Regions from separate parts of the Mus musculus genome. Here region 1 is linked to region 2. A link is a contact called in public Hi-C data. All regions are on one chromosome and are shown on one strand. Each heading gives the region's core, a stretch centred on a gene start, on an enhancer-like site or on the middle of the called end of the contact. The rest is flanking DNA. Distances are from core to core; before and after follow the strand shown.

The links. Hi-C and Micro-C count contacts between places; a contact is called where the count stands out from the background.
Region 1: a contact with region 2 is called in a Hi-C map of myocytes, with 2.7 times the contacts expected there. The contact joins two enhancer-like sites. A contact is called at or near these places in 1 of 15 datasets of contacts at CTCF or cohesin (CD8 T cells), 4 of 484 Hi-C or Micro-C datasets (bone marrow-derived macrophages, embryonic stem cells, myocytes and 1 more) and 7 of 115 datasets of contacts at active chromatin or transcription factors (CD8 T cells, astrocytes, embryonic stem cells and 4 more).

Annotation. Positions count from the first base shown.
Region 1 is chr2:173,410,991-173,416,810 of GRCm38.p6, forward strand. No RefSeq gene overlaps it. Among named protein-coding and RNA genes, the nearest start is that of Gm14642, 19 kb to the left of the region's middle. Within about 2 kb of position 3,146, at least 63 of the 459 cell types and tissues checked have an H3K27ac peak or open chromatin away from gene starts, as enhancers often do. A contact at or near this core is called in myocytes, where this site is marked.
Region 2 is chr2:173,305,998-173,311,636 of GRCm38.p6, forward strand. No RefSeq gene overlaps it. Among named protein-coding and RNA genes, the nearest start is that of Gm36859, 17 kb to the left of the region's middle. Within about 2 kb of position 1,769, at least 147 of the 459 cell types and tissues checked have an H3K27ac peak or open chromatin away from gene starts, as enhancers often do. A contact at or near this core is called in myocytes, where this site is marked.

The DNA of each region.
Region 1 (5,820 bases), core at 1,896-4,395, 110 kb after region 2:
TATAGGTGTCAGAACAGGGAGCTGTCCTAGAGACGCTCTAAGACAAGTGTCACTTGCTCTGGTGGATGGAGAGAGAAGTTGGGAGCAGTTGGGCTGGACATATGAACCAGACAGGAGGCTGCGTTTCTGGGGTTCCCTGGACCTCTGCATTTGCAGGCTGTTTCCCACACAGGGCAAGCCCTCTGTAAAGGGGGCAGTTGCACCCCACACTCATCCCCATCCCAGTTGCTATAAGAAGAACTTAGAGGCCCGGTCCTTGGGGAAGATGCTTCTGCACTGGGGTTACAAGTTCACGACCTGCTTTCTGCTGTTTCCAAACCAGGTGGCTCTAGAGATGGCACAGGGCTCTCTTTGAGCCTCATGTACTCCCACAGAAAAATGGGGAGACTAATAACAGCAGGGGCTCAGAGGCTCAGGCGGCCATGTGATTTGCAGGCATTGGGCTGAAAGGCAAGCTGAGGCCAGTGTTAAGTCTCCCATCACCTAAGGTGGAAGCATCCCCCAGTTGTTGGCATCTCTTGGCCCAGTCCTTCCAGGATACCATGTTCTTATTAAAACATCCACCAAAAGTCAAGGGCAAATTCTCTTTGTGTCTGGAACATCTTATGGTCACAAAGACACCCTTGAGTAAGTGTCCTCTTAAAACACAGCCTGCCACAGAGAGAGCAGACAGGCACAAATACAGCTTAGCCCCACAGAATAGAAGGTGAACATGTGGGTGCCCAAGGATTCCCTCCCTCCCTCCTTCTCTCCCTCCCTCCATGTGTGAGTGTATGTGTATGTGTGAGTGTATGTATGTGTGCATGTGTGTGTGCATGTGTGTGTGCATGTGTGTGTGCCTGTGTGAGCATGCACACTCAGAGGCTGGAAGCCAGCCTCGGATGTTTTCTTCAATTCCTATCGATCTCATATTTTTGATATAGGGCTTTTCACTGAATCTTCAGCTAGCCATTTTGGCTAGAATGGCTACTCCATGAGCTGCAGGGATTAGGCCTATGTAAAGGTTTGAATGAGAGGCCCACCACAGTCTTAGGTCTTGAACACTTGGTCCCCAGTTGGTGGTGCTGTCTGGGGAGGCTCAGGGTGTACCCAGCCTTGCTACAGGATATTGCTGGGGGTGGACTTTAGGGTTTCAAAGCCATTCCAGGCTCCCTCACTCTACTTGTGCTAGAGTTCAGACGGGTGCTCTCAGATCACTGCTCCAGACGCCATCTTTGCTTCCTCTGCGGCTCCCCTGCGATGGTGATAGACGCTTGACCTTCTGGAACCGGAGGCCTAACAAACCCCTCCTTCTGCAAGTTGCCTTGGTCATGCTTATTACAGCAGTAGAACAGTAACTCAAACATCCTCTCTCCAGCGCCCCCGATGCTGGAGTTGCTTGTGTGTGCCCCTGTGCCGCTCATAAGGTCCTGAGACTCCGAGTCCATGCTCAGGCAACAAAACTTTACCTCTGAGCCATGTCCCCAGCCCCTGTGAATTTTAACATATGTATAGCACACTATTGGAGGTGCAGCCTGACCCGGCCTCCTTGCCACCCCTCCCCTACACCACCTGGAGTCAGGGCCACAACCTTGTCATCTCCCCCGCCCACCCCCCAATCTTTCTGCAAGTGACCAGTTTACAAACAGTCATTACTGTCAGGCGTCCAGACAAAAGCCATGTTCCGAGGACAAGTCTTTCAAGGTAGCTAGCTAGGAGACTCTTTCTGATTATACCACAGGGTCTTGTGTAGCCCAGACTGGCCTCCAACTCATTGTGAAGCCAAGCATGACTTCAAACTTCTGGTCCTTTTATCTCTTAGCTACTGGAATGGCAGGCAAGTGTCATTATCCCTAGTTCATGTGGTATTGAGGCTCACACCAAGGGCTTCCCATTAGGTAACAATCTACCTACCGAGTGATGGCCTCCACCTGAGTTTTAAAACTTTTTATTGTTTCGTCATCGTCATCATTGTCATCATCATCATCATCGTCGTCGTCGTCATTATAGTCATCATTGTCATTGTCACCAACCACCAGTCTTCATCACAATCATCACCATCATCATCATCACCATCATCTTCATCATCACCACCATCATCATCATCATGGCCGCCGCCACCGTCGTCGTCAGCATCAGCATGTGATATATGAGTACCGGCATCTATACTGCACATGTGGGGGTCAGGACTGGTTTTTCCCTCTTCCTTCACATGGGTCCCGAGGGCTCACATAGCGACCCTGTCTACCTGATGAACTATTTCTCTGGCCCTTGATCTTTTTCTCTTTAACTCGGGGCAAGGTGGGCAGAGGGAGGCTGCATGCTGGTCAGTATCTTGGAAACGGCAGTCCTGGCTTTCAGAGACTGCCTGGAGCCACCTCTTGGCCTGGCCACGCTTTCTTGCTGAGGGGTCTCTGCAGCCACAACAAACCTCAGTTATTAGTTCCTATTTTCTAAGCACAAATGATTTATCCAAACCAGCATTGGACTCTGACCCCGCTGTGCAGATTTTAGCTCATCTCACGTAGACAGTCCTGGCTTGAATCATTTTTGCTTTGTGATTGGCCCCTTAGGCCCTCAGTTCTCCCATCTGTAAACTTGGAGCAAGCATGCATGAGACACCAGGGAACTAACAGAGAGATTTTACCACACAGGCAAGGAGGCCGGTGTAAGGCACTTGTTACTGTGGGGAGCTGTGCAGCATCTCTGAACCTTGGCTTCCCCACCCGTGAGTGTACGAGGAGATTGCGTTGGCTGCTGTGTGATCCGGGGCTTCCTGCTAAGGTGGCTGCAGCAGGGAACTGACCATTTCCAGGGAAATTGCTTCATAGAAGGCTCCAGCTCCGTGGAAGAAGGCTACAGGAAAGGTTGTATTTAAGATGCACAAGGCCGCACTGTGCTAGTCTTTGCTCCAGAAAAGCCACTTGCCTCAGGCTGAAAATGTGCAAAATACTGTGAAGTATGCACAAGAAACAGCCACGGGACATGGTTGAAATGCCTGTGATCAGGCACCTTGGCCCCGGGCAGGCCAGATCCCTGGCCACGGTGACCCTGATCCCTGGTGCACGCCGCTGCTGCCAGTCGTGGTCGCCGCTGTACCCGGATGACCTACATTTCTCCAGCGGCAGCTGGGGCAGACATTCTGGGGTAATTAACAGCCATGTACACGTGCATGCACAGACAGCCGGGTCAGCCCGGCAATGGCTGGCACACTGGCTGTCTAGACAGGGTAGGAACATAGTGGCCTCCTGCCATGAAGGCGGCTGCTGGGAACTGCAGCCAAGATCATGGAGGTGGGGAGAAGAAAGGAAGCTACCCCCCGAGATGGACTGTGGCCATCCTTCTTCCTCAGCGTTGAAGGAATGCAAAACAGTGGTCTTTGAGGGAGTGGTTCCTCAGGAAGCCACCAGGCCAGGGGGCCAGGGGACCAGGGTGCCCACACAGAATAGCTATGCCTTATTGTATATTGCAATGCTTTCCAAGGGACAATAAGCACTCAGCAGGGTGGGCAGAGGCAGGGCCAGGCAGTGTGATTGACAGTCACAGCACAGAGCCAGTCTGTTGGTGTGTGGTGTCTCTCATAAAATATCAAGTTTTAAAAGGAGAGAGACTCAAGGTGGCACAGGCAGCGGGGTCATTTGTAAGGGCTGTGAGAGATCACGTTGGGTGCTCAGGCTGTGTCTCCTGACCTGGTCACTGGAGGCTCACAGCTCACCTCTGCTCACAGATGTTCAGGGTATATCTCCAGACAGTGTGTGAGCTAATGCTAAAGTCACCAAGCCCAAGCCTTGGACAGGAGTCCTGACACTAAGATGTCAGGGTCCTCCTTGGATCAAATCTCACACACGCAGCCACTGTTTCTCAAAAGCTAATTACACTAGGGTCACCCGCAGGACCTGAATCTTCTGGCACCATGATTTATTTAGGATGCTTCCTTAACCACTCAAAGCACCCAAAAGGATGGAGGAAAGGGGGAAGCACAAAAATCAACCAAACAAAACAGAAAGCCCTCCCTCACTTGAGTTACAGCTGGGGGTCAGAAACCAAAAATGGAAGGCGGCCCTATAGAAAAAAAGATATTTAAAAGTTTTAAAATTGCTCCTGTGTCTCCGTAAACCTTCCAGCTAGTGAGGTGGGCAGCCATCGTCAAGCGTCAGCCAACGCTGTCTTTGATCTGATGCTTGGCTTCCAATGTGAAGAAGCTGCGGTCCAGAGGGGACTCCGTTTCTCCAGGTCATCCCAGTAGCCAAAAGCATAGCTGCTTCCCAGGTCTTACTTACATTTCTCTCCCTGCTAAGACCAAATAGTCAGCAAGCAGCAACTCAGGGGCCTGAAGGATTTGGGGTGGGGAAGGCGTGGCTGGTGAGGCTGTGAGCTATTTTGTGGAGGCAGTGGACACATGTGAGGTTGCTTGTCTACAGCTTTGTAGGTCAGTAAGCAGAAGGAGATGGATGCTGGGGCTCAACTGTCTTTCTCTTCCTCCTTTTGTTCAGCGTGGAGCCATGCATCTGGGCACAACTTTCCAGCGCACCAAGTGGCTCTGCTGAACCAGCTCGGAGTACTTAGTTCTTCCCATAAGTACCAGTCCTCTGAGCTCTCTTGCTGAGGGGATGCACTCCCCACTCCTTTAGAAACACTAACAAAGTTCACCATGGAAACACGAGTCACTTCCTCCAAACTGTAAGAGGGTTCGGGCCACCTCACCCAGGGACCAGGGACTCTGGGACCATCCCAGCCACTCTGATGCTTCTTCTCCCTGCCCCCACTCTCCTGAGTCAGGGTTTCTCCGTGTAGCTCTGACTGTCCTGGAACTTGCTCTATAGACCAGGCTGGCCTCGAACTCACAGAGATCCACCTGCCTCTGCTTCCCAAATGCTGGCATTAAAGGCATGCGCCGCCGCCGCCGCCGCCGCCCAGCCTGCTTCAGTTTCTTAAGTGGGTCAGAGCTCAGAGTTGCTTGCTGCTTTGGTGACGAGCAAGCATAAGAATTTCATGAGCCAAACATCAACAGCCCTGCTGGGGCAATGCCCCTGCTGCCTCCAAAGCACAGAATAAACCGGGAGTCATTTTGTAGCACCGTGGACTGCTTCCATGACAGCTCCCTGTGTCTCTAACCCTTAATCTGAAGCAACAACAGCCTCAGGAAATTCTGGGTGACTTACCGCTGGAGTGGGCCTGAAACCCGAGTCGGAGGAGGAGGAGGAGGGGGAGGAGGAGGAGGAGGAAGAGGAGGAGGAGGAGGAGGAGGAAGAGGAGGAGGAGGAAGAGGAGGAGGAGGAGGAGGAGGGAGAGGAGGAGGAGCAGGAGGAGGAGGAGGAGGAAGAGGAGGAGGAGGAGGAGGGAGAGGAGGAGGAGCAGGAGGAGGAAGAGGAGGAGGAGAAGGAGGAGGAGGAGGAGGAAGAAGAGGAAGAGGAGGAAGAGGAGGAGGGGGAGGAGAAAGGGAGAAGGGTGGAGAAGGAGACACTCCTGCCTTACAAAGGCCTGGCCCAGTCTATGGACAATTTCCCAGCTAACTGGACCTCTCCCGAGTCAGAGATTCAAGGGAAGTTGCCACTTGAAACAGGTGGTTGGTTCCCTGAAGTCTGTCTTTCCCAAGGAGCTGGTAGGCTATGTCCACCCATAACGCACAACATAACAACACACGGCTTTCCAGACTACCCATCAGAAAAATGGAGGGGCTTGGCTGGCTGACAAGGCATGGCTGCCCCTCAGCCTCTCCAAGCCTCTCAGTGACTATCCCCAGTGCCAGGAAGTCCCTAGTGGTGGCCCAGAGGGTAAGGAATATAAGGGGCTTTGGCTGAGGGCAGCGGGCGGGGGGAGAGAGTAGCCTGGCCTCCCACC
Region 2 (5,639 bases), core at 519-3,018:
TGAGTGTCCCAAGGGGCTCACACCAGCCTGTCTGTTATCCAGTGTGCAGGCAATGGCGCCAAGGAGTGAGGCTTTGTATAGAACCGATAAAAGAGAATTTATTGACTAAGATAAGGGCCCTGTGTATCCAACATGGCTGTCTTTCAATAGAAACACTGAGAATCCTGTAGCCGTTTGGTCCACAAGGTTGGGTCTCAGCTGTTGCAGCCTGGTTGAGGAGTCGGGAAAATTATTGAAGAGTTGCTTGACTTCAGTTGGAATCCTGGAGAAACTGGATTTAGTGTTGGCTGCAGCAACAGGATCGATGGTCTTGCTAGCAAAGAGTGGGGGGCAAGCCGGACAAAAAGCAAAGCTTCTGTCTTCCGTGTCCTTTTCTGTGCGCAGCCACCAGAAGGTGTGACCCAGATTGGAATAGGTCTTCCTGCTTCAAATAATCTGATTTTAAAAGCGCCCCCCACGGGCATGCTTAACATCTTGGGGTTCAGCTAATTCCAGATGTGGTCAAGTTGACAACCAAGATGAGCCATCACAGGCTTTGAAGCCAGTGTACCAGTGGTCCAGACCCTGGTGTACCTCAGCCCGAGTGTGAACTAGAGCCTGCCACAACCCTAGGGCTCAGTTTCCTCACAGTAGGGTAAGAACACATGACACACTGTGAGGCTGAGACAAAATATTCAAAAGAAGTGCCAAGCACAGGGTGAACTTGCAGAAAACAGTAGCCTCGAGATTAATTAGTATTGCTTTTGAAATGTTGTATGTGTGTGTATACACATGTACATATGTGTATGTATATGTTTGGTTGAAGAGGACTTCTTGTAGCCAATACTGGCCTCAAAGTTGATATATAGCAGGGGATTTACCTTAAAATTCTGATCCTCCTGCCTCCACCTCCAGAGGGCTAGGGTTACAGGCATGTGACCTTGGGCCTCTAATCCTCTTGCCTCCACCTCCCACCTCTGGGGTTACAGGCCTGCTCTTGTGAGGTGCTGAGGAGAAAACCATGTCTTCTTGAGACTGGACAAGCACTTCATAGCCTCATTGCTGAAATGCTATCAGCAGCTAAGAGTGCCATCAATTGCTCCTAGTGTCCCTGAACAGCGCCGGCCCATTCTTCTCCCTCTACAGATCGCAGTGGGGTGGAATCTCCTAGTGTCCGAGCCTCAACCCATTTTTAGAAGACGCATTCAGGCTTCTGAGTCCTTGGAACTTTGAGCTCCATCTGGGGCTGTCAGGCACCCCTGAGCCCAGCCCACAACCCCATGACTCACCTCTGTTGTCTGGGGAAACCAATCAGCCCAGAAGACAGTCCCGACTCCCCCGGGATCCCCAGCTGCTGCTCCTGGCATGAACAGTGCCACCCGCCACCCCATGCCTGCCAGACACTTGGGCAGGGTGCCAGACCTGACTGCCAGTCCCGCCTGGATGGCAGCAGACAGCATCCCCCCCCCCGCCCCCCGTGTGTGTGTGTGTGTGTGTGTGAGTGTGTGTGTGTGTGTGTGTGTGTGTGTGTGTGTGTGTGTGTGTGTGTGTGTGTATGTGTGTACGCTTTTGCATGCAGCTTATTCTCCCTTCTCGGGGCTGGGTTGTTTTGCTCTGGGCTTCAAATTCATTTTTAGATTCCAGCCTCCTTCCTCCCCTCCATCTCCCGATTCTATTCTTAGAAAGGGAACGGGGCTATGCTTGGGCGTCGCAGTGAAGTAGACAGAAGTTTGCCCACGTGCTCCGGCCGCCTGAGATAGACTTAATTAAAAAAGAGACTTTGAGCGGCAGGTTCACTGGCCGGAAACGCAGCTGGCTGCGGAGGCTGCCACTGCCTGGGGTGCCCATGGCTAGAGACAGCTCAGCGGTGGATGCATGCTCTGGCTGCCCCGCCTCCCCCTCCCCCTCCCCGCCCCCCCACCCCCACCCCCCAGGGCCCAGGCGGGATGCTCCTGGAGTCCGCAGCCCGCCTGATGGGTTATTGGTTAAATATGAACTCTCCAAGCGTGTTGGCTGCTGAAAGATTTTTTCTTTTAATTAGATAAATAAATTTTAAAGGCTATGGGAGCAGGGCTTCCTCCAGAAACCAGAGCCAGCGAAATAAGCTTTGTCTGCTCAAAGGAAGCTGACCTTCCTCAAGACCAGTCTAGGATCTCTCCGGAGGAAAGGCAGGGAGAGGAGAGAAGAAGGGAGGAGGTGGCAGAGAGCAAGAGGAAGGAGAAGGGGGGTTGAGAGCCTCGGGGTCCCAGAGTGAGTGATTATCTGGAAAGAAAGGCAGCTAGTAAGAGGACCAGAACCTGAAGGAGGAACCAGACCAGTAGGTTAAAATCCTAGCTCCGTGCATCCCAGCTGTGTGACCTCAGGCAAGAGGCTTAACTTCTCTGAGCTTCTTTTGTCTTATGTACAAAACAATACGTTTTGTTTTTTAAGCTCCCACTTTAGCAGCCCCTGGACAAGACAGGAAATATTAATTAATCTAAGTTCATCGTGATAATAAAGGTCCCACTATAGAGAAAAGAGGAAACGGAAGGCAAGAGCTTTAGTATGTGGAAGAACAAGCCTGGAAGAGCGAGGCTGGCCAGCTGCATTGTGGGCTTTAAGTGGCCAAAGAGGTTCTGCCTGGACACTTGGGCACTCTGGGGTCACTGTGCCAAAAGAAACAGGAGCTGGAGTTATTCCTGGGCAGGCGTTTGGGCACCCAGACTCAGCTGGGCCCTGTCCATGTGACCCAGCCCAGGAGCCAGGTATGTGATTGAATGACTTTCCAGAAGATTCTTGCTCCGTGTCGGGTTTCTGATCCGTAGAACTGTTACGGAATGAAATAGCTGTTGGATGTTAGTACCCAGCAATAAATCGTAGAAGAAACAGGTGTGTTGGACAGCGTTATGTTGCTGTGACGAAACACCTGAGGCAAACACTTTAAAAGCAGGAAAGGTTTGTGTGGTTGGTAGTTTTCATTGAGGCCAGTCTCAGCTGCTCAGCTGTATTGGTTTGCCTCTGGGATGTCGTGGCACTCAGAGTGTGAACCAATATCCCCAAGGCCAGGCCCCTGAGTGGACTCACTTCCTGTTAGGCCCACTGTCCCCATCCCAGCAGCCCCACAGGCTGGAGGCCATGCTGTAGAGATAGATGATCTTAGGCAGGTTGGCATCCTCACCCAGGGGATAGCCTCCCTTTGATTTCCCAGGATAGTGATCCAGTCTTACTGATTATTAGAAATCACAGAGCCATTAGTATAATGTAAACAATCACTTTTAAGTTCACCATTCAGTAACTTTCCATGGCTCCACGTGTTTACACCCATGGTTATGCTCCATGTAACCACCGAATCTCACGGCTACACTTCCAGGACCCACCAGCTGCTTCCAAAATGGCTGGACTGTTTTATGTGCTTACCATGTGGAACCAAGTGCGGAACCAGTGTGAACCAAGGTCTTCGTGGTCTGGCCAGTCTTTACCGTCCATTTAAAAAGAATTCTAAGGCCAGGCAGTGGTGGCGCACGCCTGTAATCCCAGCACTTGGGAGGCAGAGGCAGGTGGATTTCTGAGTTCGAGGCCAGCCTGGTCTACAGAGTGAGTTCCAGGATAGCCAGAGCTGCACAGAGAAACCCTGTTTAAATAAATAAATAAATAAATAAATAAATAAATAAATAAATAAAAGAATTCTAGGCTGGGTCTTCCAGTACATACCTGTAAGCCCGGCACTCAGGAGCCAGGGCAAGAGGATCCTGAGGTCTTGCTGGGTAGCTAGCCCACCATTCTTGGCAAGCTGCAGGCCAGTGAGAGGCCTGTCTCAAAAGACAAGGTGACCTTTATTGTATCCTAGACGCATAGCTCTCACCCCTCATCAAGGAAAACTTCTCTTTGCAACACACAGACACCATTCCAGAAGCCCACAAGCAATCAAAATACAGAGCTGTGGAGCCCAATCCCAGCGGATATACCTACAACAGAACTCCCGCATGTAAGCCTCCGGGATACTTGCAGAAAAGAGGGTGAAAAGATCGCGAGAGCCCGAGTAACAGGGAGTTTGCCAGCACTAACAAGGCAGTGTGTCTCCTGGGAATGCCAGATGCTGAACCCTTGAAGTCTCACCAACATGGCTGTCTAGACATGACCTGAACAAGGAGAACACCACTAGACGTGTTCATGTGGGTCAGGGAAAGCCCAGGGTTCCTCAGCCCCACACAAGGACTAGAAGCAACTAAGGAAGCTGAGAGGAGGAGAACTAGTCTTTCCTCAGAGAAGGCACGCCAACAGGGTCTCCGGTACCAAACAGTCAGCTCCGAAAACATACATACAAGTAGCCGTATATGGACTGAGCAGGTTGTAATTATCATTTACAAAACACACATACACGCACACACATTATCCTCCACACATGCATACACACACACACACACTCAAACGTATCCACGCATACTAACACACACTAAGACACACATATACACATACTTACACACATGTACACAAATACATATACACTCAAATGGACACACATACACACTAACACACACACACATATATATACACACTCAAATACACACATGCACACTCAAACACACACACATACTGACACACATATACACATATACACTCATACTCACACACATACACACACATGCATACACTAACACACATACACACAAACGCACACATGCACACACAAACGCACACATGCACACTTATACACATGTACACATACATGCACACACACACATGTGTACCAACATTTACAGATAAAAATGCCTTGAATTTGACAGAGAATGAGAACAAAGGGAGGATCTATAGGAGGAATTGGAGGGTGGAAAGGGACAGGAGGAATGATATAATTATATTATAATCTCAAAAAATTATTTTTAAAAAAGCCACCCAAGGTGAACAATGCCTGAAATTTTCCTTCAGCCCAATACACACACACATACACACACACACACACACACACACACACACACACACACACACACGTACACGTGTGCCCGTGCACTTCTGGCCTATCTGGGGGTTCTGATCACATGGCTGAGTATCTTCTCACAGGCTTGCTGTCTGTCTATATTGATCCTGGTGTGTGTGTGTGTGTGTGTGTGTGTGTGTGTGTGTGTGTGTGGTCATGCTGGCTTGGCTCTGAAATGTCCCCCAAAGGCTCGTGTATTTGAACACTTGGTCTCCAGCTAGTGGACGGTTTGGGAGGTTGAGAAACCTCTGGGTCTGCAGCCTAGCTGAAGGAAGAGTGATGCACCAGGGGCAGGCCTTGAAGGCAACATTGCTTGTTGGTTCCCGCTCCAGTTCTCTGGGGTGCAGATACATTGCCATGGCTGCTCCCCAAGTCCCCAGAGCCTCACGTGGAGCTTCTCCAGGGTTTTCCCTACCACACAAACATCGCCCCACTTAAGCCGCATCTTGTAGGTGTTTTGTCAGGGTGACAGAAAAAGTGACTGAGACCGAATACAACCATGATAGAACGTTGAGTAGAAACAGCTTAAGGGGAAAGGATTTATTTTGTTTCAGGGTGTCTTCGTGTAGTCCCGCTCTGTCCTGCAGTTAAACACATCTTCAGTGGAGGGTACTACAAAGCAGGCTACTCACCTTAGGCAGCCAAGAAGCAGAGTGTGTGTGTGGGGGGGTGTGCGGGGGGGGGGGGGCTGGAGATAAGTGCAAAG